2 separate regions of the Mus musculus genome follow, and region 1 is linked to region 2. A link is a contact called in public HiCAR-type data. All regions are on one chromosome and are shown on one strand. Each heading gives the region's core, a stretch centred on a gene start, on an enhancer-like site or on the middle of the called end of the contact. The rest is flanking DNA. Distances are from core to core; before and after follow the strand shown.

The links. HiCAR-type assays count read pairs that join an accessible place to other places.
Region 1: a HiCAR-type map of astrocytes shows a contact between it and region 2, with 2.9 times the contacts expected there. The contact joins the promoter of Arnt2 here to the promoter of Mesd in region 2. A contact is called at or near these places in 9 of 39 promoter capture datasets (the 3T3-L1 cell line, cranial neural crest, embryonic stem cells and 4 more), 1 of 484 Hi-C or Micro-C datasets (nephron progenitors) and 8 of 115 datasets of contacts at active chromatin or transcription factors (astrocytes, bone marrow-derived macrophages, embryonic forebrain and 3 more).

The regions. Positions count from the first base shown.
Region 1 is chr7:84,407,127-84,411,329 of GRCm38.p6, forward strand. Arnt2 (aryl hydrocarbon receptor nuclear translocator 2) reads right to left here and starts at 2,912. Exons shown (of 19, transcript NM_007488.3): 1 at 2,729-2,912. The coding sequence starts at 2,759.
Region 2 is chr7:83,889,806-83,893,931 of GRCm38.p6, forward strand. Mesd (mesoderm development LRP chaperone) reads left to right here and starts at 2,461. Exons shown (of 3, transcript NM_023403.4): 1 at 2,461-2,670. The coding sequence starts at 2,485.

The sequences.
Region 1 (4,203 bases), core at 1,662-4,161, 520 kb after region 2:
TTCAAACCTAAGCAACTTCATACAAATCAGAAATGTTCAAATACATGGTAGAACAACAACAACAACAACAACAACAGCAACAACACCCCCAGCTCTAAAACGCTCTTCTCTTCTCCAAAGGATGAATATATCATCCCTGATAAGAAACAACAGAGAAAATTCAGCCAATACAACAGCGTGGGGGTCAGGGGGTGGGAGGGAGGTCAGTGTGAGGACTTAGAAGTTGCAAGATGTCAAATACCTGAGAGCCATCTCCAAAGATCTCCGTTCCCATAGTGTAACGAGTAGGCTGCTAACCTAAATCTCAAGCAGAAGACCTAGAAGAACCAGTGTAAGGGTTTGAAGCAATGGAGTGACAGGTGAAAAGACCCAGCTTCATCCACGTTACTGGGCTCCCGGGATGCTACTACGGCACCACATCACAGTAAATAAGTGTTCAGCAGGAGTGCAGTGGTTGATGTGGGAGGAAGGAGGCCATGGTATTCTGAGGACATATGAGCTGCAGAACCCAATCATGCTGCCTCTTGGTCCATCTAGCTGTATTTACCAAGCTCTCATTCTGGGAGAAGCAAAATCTAGGGGGAGGGTGGAGGTAGGAAGAAAAAAGCTAAAGAATTATCACATGATTTCTGCTTAAGGGAGTGAGCAGTTATCCTAGTGCAAATTTCTCACACAATCTGAACTATCTCTCTTTGTTTCAGATGCTTAACCCTTGAGACTAGCCCTTCTGAGCCAAAGAAGCTACATGCTCACACGGAACAAGACTAAGACATCCCACAGACCCAAAAGCCATCAGAGAGGACCAGTTAAAAGTGGACGATAGAGCAGCTGATCAGTGCAAGAAATTCTCCTTGAGAGATTCTCACAATGCTCAGAATTGCTGGTATTTTTGACTGAGGAAAGATCTGGATATCACAATGTATTAAGGTGGCCAGGTAGTGACTAACAGCACTCCTCCCAAGTCCCAAGGTTTCTATAGCAGAGAGAACAATGTACTGGACAAAGTGGTTCCCAACAGTGATATAACGGTAGATGAGTTACATAAGTCACCTAAGAGCTTGTGCTTTTCCTCAGTAGATTCCGGACTCAACCATCTTCATTATTTCCCTTTGCTTTTTCTAATCGCATTACAGTTTAAGGTATTAATTTTCTATTGATTTCTAAGTATCAGAATAGGTTGAAAGTGCTTCAGTGGTTTAAAAAAAAAAACACAAAAATGACACAGCCGTGTTTCCAAGCCAGCTATCTACCCACTCAGTGTTCCAGACAGAGACTCCATGTCGCCTCTTCTAGGACTGCCTGTTTCAGTTAGTGAGCCTCCTTGACGGGAATTAGAAAGGTTCATCACCTCCTTGTCCCCACAGGCACTTGCCTCTGTCTATTCTGGCTTTCCTCAATTGCCTTTACCTCAAATCTAATGAAGGCCAGATCTCATACTTTGTCTGCCTCCTGGTATTTTCCTTCTCCTCTGTTCAGGCCACTACAGCTAAGTCTGACCTGCAGCACCTGCCTCTTCTCCACGCAGTTCCTGCTTCTCGTCTTCCTATCTTCTGTATCACCTCACCACAGCTGACAAATCAACCTTACAGGAAAGCAGTGATCATGTGGCTCCTCCGTTCAGTACTACTTAAAACTCTCTTTTGATGTAGGAAGAGGAAGCCACAGTCCATGTCTTCCATGGCCCTTTGGACCTAGCCACATCCATGCAACTCAATGTCAGGTCCCTCTGTTTCCTCTCACACCTTACTCACTGGCTTCCAGTGTATGCTTAGAGCATGGCCATCATGACTTCATGACTTATGCCTGTAATGCCTCTCAGTCTGTGTGTCTGCGTTTTCAAACTGTATCTTCTACAAGTTCAGGCTAAAGTGTCCAGAGTCCCCTCAACCTTCCCCGACCAACATGGACAAAGGGGATCTTCCACTCATAACTTACTCTGAAGACATTCTTCTTTCATAAGCACTCTGGTAGTTCACTCCACCTGATCTGGGGCCACACCCAACACAAGACCTCTTCCACTGAGCTTTCCCGGGGTCTAAGCTATTTGACCGTCCCTGCCTCAATCTACAGGGACCTATGATTCTCCAGAACCAAAGCATACAACACAAAACCTAAAACTTGGGAGCGGGAAGGCAGTCACATGTCTATCCTCTCAGCCTTGCATGATAGACAGGGAACTTTGCCAATGACAATAGGGCTCCCCCGCCACATTTCAACAGGAGCCTAACACTCCCACTCATTCCTGAACTCCTTCCATTTTTTTTCTAATCTGACGGCATAAGTCCAAGGGTCACAGGCTGTACCTTCAGCGACATCAGACAATCGGAGAGGGATAGGGCTGCTGAAGGCCATTATTACCAGTTAGGCTTTTCCTGTCCAGAAAGGACTGGGACATATACACTGGCCAGGTGTAAACCCCGCCAAAGACCAGCGTGGGGGAGGCGGGGCCGATAGGCGAAAGAGTCCCAGGAGTTCTGCCCTGTTGAATCCCCGCTTCAAACTTTTCTCTCGCTCAGCGCGACACCTGGCATCCGCTGGCCCCTGTGGCTCTGGAGCCCGCGGGCGAGCATCTAGTTACACGCAGCAGCGGCGGGCGCCGTCAGGACCAGGTTGAGCACCATTCGAGAACGAGGATGCCACGGCCGGTGCTGATGCTGCCGGGCAGCGGCCACTCCCCACCCCGGGGCTGCGCGTCTCAGGCTCGGCCAGAGGCTGGGCCGCTACTCACCCGGAGGGTTGACGGCGGCCGGGGTTGCCATCTTGCCGGGAAGGGACCGGAGCGCCGGGCGGGGGCGGGGGCGGGGACGGGGACCCGGCGCGGGCCAGCGCCGCCGCGGCCGCGCCACACAAAGGAAGGTGCGGGCGGTGCTCCCCGCGCTCCCGCGCTCTCAGAGCGCCCCGCGCTCCTGCCCGCGCTGCTCCCCGCGCCCCGCGCGCTCCCCGTTCCTCTGCGCGCACCCGCGCTCCTCCTTTCCCGGGCCTCCTCCGGGTTCAGCCTTTGTGGTGCGGCTGGGGTGCCGGGCCCGCGGCTCCCGGGTCCGAGCCGTAGCACCGCGAGACTTGGGGCAGCGGGCAGCGGGCAGCGGGACCCTCCTCGGGTCCGCGCAGGTGCCCAGGTTAGAGGCCTCGGCGCACTCCCTATCCGCCCTAGTAGGGTCCCCAGGTATCAGGGACACATCGCCGAGAGGCGCTGTCCCCTCGCGGAGGAGCGGGTGAGCAAAGGACCCATTTGGATGCAGAGGACAACCGGCCTAAGAAACAAAGGCGTCCCAGTGCAACCACTTAGCATGCCAGGGCCGCGCCACTGAGCTCCCGGGCACCCTGGCTAGGGCTGCAGAAGAGGGCCTAAGGGGAGGCACCCAGAAATGCCCAAGGCCACCGTCCCTCCAAGGCACTGGCACACAGCTCCAGCACAGAGTTTGGCTCAGGAATGGAGAGAAGCCAGGGAGGTTTTGAGGACAGTGTCTAGCTCTGCCTTCTTGAGGACATGGCCACTGTCAGCATTTATTAGAGTCCTCTCGAGGGCCTTATTCACACCTCCATACTGAGGTTTTAAGAAGATTTCTAATGGTTTCATCTGCGTATGCTGGTAAAATAAGAGCACGGGATACTTGAAGAGTGGTTTTTCCAGGCAGCCACTGGGATTCCTGGAGGTGATATTCCACAGTAGATGCCCTGATTAGGTGAGATTGGAAGGCTGGTCACACCCCAGGCCAGAATTAAAGGCACTGTGCCTTCTAACACTGATAACATCTGCAAAAAATACCACACTATTTCCAAAGAAGCATGCATGAAATAGGATAGGGAAATGATGATTGGAGTATGTTTTTAAACCATCATTGTCTTTGGAAAAGCGTTTGTCTCTACTGCCCTAATAATAAATCAATTGGACAAACACTGAAAATTCTGAATTCCCGGCACAGACCTGGGTGTTGAGCATACAGGATTGACCTCCTTCAGGGCTGCAGGGCTTCCTGGATAGGAGAGAGCTGGAAGGAAGGACACAAGAGACCACCTGAGTTGGGGCAGCCGCTCTTTGAAGCTTAAACAGAGCCCCTGAAATGTGGTCACTGCTGAGCAAAAGGGACAGAAAGAAGATGACATTGAAAGTCACCTTTGAAGAAATGACTAGAATACAGGGAAGACATTTCAAAGGAAAAAATACACACTGTGCATTTACTTAAGGGGCAGGGGTGGCGGGTG
Region 2 (4,126 bases), core at 1,211-3,710:
ACAGTGGGAATAAATGCACACCACATTTGACCTTAGAGTGAAGGTCAATAAGGCTCACGTTGCTAGTTAGCTCTTTTCTTAACCTCCACTTTATGCTTTTCCTAACAAGCCTAAATTTATTTGAGATGGTAGCAAAGACAGCTAAATAATTACTCCCAGTCCCTCTCAGAGAGGTAGCTCAATGAGACCAGAAAGGCTGTGCACAATTCCCTAATAGGATGCTCGTCCCTCAGCTTGACTTATTTCCCATTTCCTTTGATTGGAATGCCATCTGATGGTTGGAGTACCAATAGCCATCCTGGAACTTTTGATGACCTTGAGGATAGAAACTCCAGACCTTTGTGATGGGGCCATATGACAAAGAAGGCTGGATAAGGTAGGACACTCCTTTTTTTTTTTTTTTTTTTTTTTTTTTTTTTGAGACAGGGTTTCTCTGTGTAGCCCTGGCTGTCCTGGAACTTACTTTGTAGACCAGGCTGGCCTCGAACTCAGAAATCCGCCTGCCTCGGCCTCCTCCCAAGTGCTGGGACTAAAGGCGTGTGCCACCATGCCCAGCTGAACCCAGGACATTCTTAACACTCAATTTCCACCCACTTCTGAGAAAGAAGTATCAGTCATAAGAAAGACTTTTACTTAAACATTTTGTAAAGGATTTGCACTATATGAAACCTATTAACGATATCCATCCAAAGTATAGAGAAAAAGACAGGGAAAATAGTAATATAATAATGACCATGAGAGAAAAAACAAAAACACTGGTGTACTAGTGAAGAATGGTTGTGGTGGCACATGCCTCCAATCCAACACTTGGGAGGCAGAGTCAGGCAGACCTCTGAATTCTAGGTCAGCTTGGTTTACAGAGTGAGTTCCAGGTTAGCCAGGGAAACCCAGTCTTGAGAAAACAAACAAGACAAAAAACACCCACAAAGCAAAAAACCAAAAACTAAAAAACAGTAAAGGAATGAAACACTCAAGAACCCAAGGCCAGGCGTGGTGGCGCACGCCTTTAATCACAGCACTCAGGAGGCAGAGGCAGGCAGATTTCTGAGTTTGAGGCCAGCCTGGTCTACAAAGTGAGTTCCAGGACAGCCAGGGCTATAAAGAGAAACCCTGTCTCGCAAAAACCAAAAAAAAAAAAAAAAAAAAAAAAAAAAGAACCCAAGTATGCTTAGTAATTAACACAGTATGCTGATATAAACATTGAAAACCCATTCTTGAGATACATTTGTAAATATAGAAATAAATTGTATGCATTATGTGGCACTTTGGGGTCAGTACTTAAGGTATAGTTTTTGAATATTTTCCAACTACACCAAGGTTTCATGTCTTATGATATAATTTGAAATTTTAAAGAAATCAGATCTGCCACTTAAAGCTTAGGAAACTTTAAAGTATCTCTGACCCCAAGTATTTTAATTTTGAAGATCTTAGTGGTCAAAATCTTGTAAAATAGAAAATAAAATTAGGGTGGTTTTGTCCTATAGGTTAAAGCCACAGTGGTAGATGAAAATCAGAAGAGACAGGAACTATTTTAAACAATAAAAATGGTTATCAATTAAATGGGTTTTTTTTTCCAGTTTAATTGACAGTGATATTGAAAGAATGGTGGGTCGAAAATCATCCGTGGAGCAGAATAACAATAGACCCTATAATTACAGTCTTCGAGAAAAGTTGCCCTAGCTGTCCTTAGCTTTTCAGCAGGCGGTTTGTTCTTGCTAGAAATTACTAGGGAGCGTAGTTGAATGTCAACACCCTGAAAAGGGCCTCAGGGTCAAGGTAGTTTGCATATCTTCCAACTCATTCATTTCATAGGCTTCGAGGACTCTGTCACTGAAACCCTGAGGGAACTTTCAGACCCTGGCTAGAGAATGAGAGACAAAAGGGCTGACTTCTAACAAAACCCCCAAATAGTGGAGAAAGCACAGTTGGGCAGGACCCAGCTAGAGTAGATTGTTTGGCCAGGCCAAGGGGCGGAGCTCGCGGGGCGGAGCCTGGCAAGGGGAGGAACCAGGAGGAAGAACCCTTGGTCCCCAGCCAGGTGAGCTCCCAGAGCTATGGGGCGGAGTCTGGTGAGGAGGCGGTACCCTAGGGGCGGAGTCAGGAGACCGTGGCTGAGGGGTGGAGTCAAGTGGTGAAAGGCTCGATGACGGGGAGGAGCCTGAGGTTGGGAGCCCCAAGGGAATGCAGTTGTGGGCGGAGCCAAGGGGGTCGGAGCTACCGGATGAGGTCCGGACAGGAGGAACCAGAACGAGGCGGGGTGCGGTAGGCTACGGACTCCTCGGAGGCGGAGCCATTGGGACTTGAGTCCGCGAGGGTGGGACGGGGTCAAGTACTGGGTTTAGTTCTGCGCAGAACACGCTTAGGGACTGGATTGGAAGGCCGGGGGCGGGGTGGGGGCGAGGCCCCGGCGTCCGGACTCCGCACGCTGTCTGCGCAGGCTCATTGTGCCTTACGCTGGGCAGTCCGTTACGCTAGGCTGCTAACATGGCTGCCTCCAGGTGGCTGCGCGCGGTTCTACTGTTTCTGTGTGCCTCGGACCTTCTGTTGCTCCCTCCTCCTAATGCCTACGCGGCGGACACTCCGGGCGAGGCCACCCCACCTCCACGGAAAAAGAAGGACATCCGCGATTACAACGATGCCGACATGGCGCGACTTCTGGAGCAGTGGGAGGTCTGTGTCGCCTGCACACTTCTGAGCATCTCCCATACAGATCCCTTTTCTCCTAACCCTTACCCTCTCGGACATTTGACCTTCTGACTTTTGTCCCCTGATCCCGCTCGCTGCCCTCTGAGGGTCTTTCTTGAAATGTCTCCCAGTACCCGTTGACTCCCGCGTCTCTCTTCATTCCACCACGGCTCAGGCCTCTCGCCCAGTGTCTTTCGCTATCATGGCTCCTCAGCCACTCCAGTCAGCACTTGGACTCTCACCAGTCAAGCCCTACTTTCCTTGCTATGTCGCAGGGGTCTCTACATTGATCTTGGTGGTTTGTGAGCCGCGAACAGGGAGCGAGCGCTCCTGAAGAGCATTCCCTCCTTCCTCCTCCTGTTCTGGAGTGAATGGGTTCTAAAGGTGGTCTCTCAACTTTTTTTTAGCTTTGATAGAGATCTTTCCAAATATAGAGGGTTTCCGACTTCTTTTGGTGTATATTCCTGCTGGGGCTTTTGTAATTTCTTGGGTGGGTTTATTTTACTGGTAAAGGGAACTAAGGCATATCTCATATGCAACTCAGGTTTTTCATTGATGGGAGTAGTGGACTTGTTTTGTGAGAGGCCGAATTCTGGTCTGTTACTTGATTGCATTTGGGGTATGCAAAAGGTTCTAAGGAGGGATTCCTGATCAAAAGTACACTGCAGCCCTTGATTGTACTGTCGTATTTGATTGGCACAGCTGATGGAAAGGAATCACACACATAGCTATATTCACTGTGTAAGGTTCTCTGCCAGAGAACTTTTCAGAGTTTGTTTCCAATGCTGATTTTTTTTTTAACTTGTGGCTAACTATATTGTTGGAAGGAGGTAAGACTTTTGGGCATACATTTAAAATATCCACCTGTTGGATTTGACTTAAAAAGGGGGGACTCCTGTTGTTGTTCTCTGTACCCAACAGAAGAATTGGAGTAGTGGGGCCATGGTAGTGCAAGGTTGTAATTCCAGCACTTAAGAGACTAGTGGAGGAGGCTAGCCTTAGTTAAACCTGGGCTACATAGTAAATTTCAAACTGGTTTGGGCTCCACTGTGAGATTCTGGAAAGAAAATTTGGAGTAGATTTGAGTGGGTATGACTCCTTTCAATTTCCAACTGTCCTTTTTGGACTCTAGTAAATAATGCCTTTTAACCTGCTAAAGTGAACCTTGCCTTGTGAGAGGCCTAGCCATGGACAGTGCTCAGACCCCGAGGAAGAGGAGGTCACAGAGATGAGCAAGACATCTGTCAGAACAAGGGGGTAGGAAATAACCCTCGTAAACAGAAACAGAAATGGTTGGATCTTATAAAGAGGAAGTGTTGTGTGGGAATGTCAGAGGGCAACAGGGAGCAGGTTTGATTTTAGACAGGACAGGAGAGTATTCTAGTCTATTAGAGAGATGTGTACTGAGCTGAACAGCAGAGACCAACAGAATAACATTCCC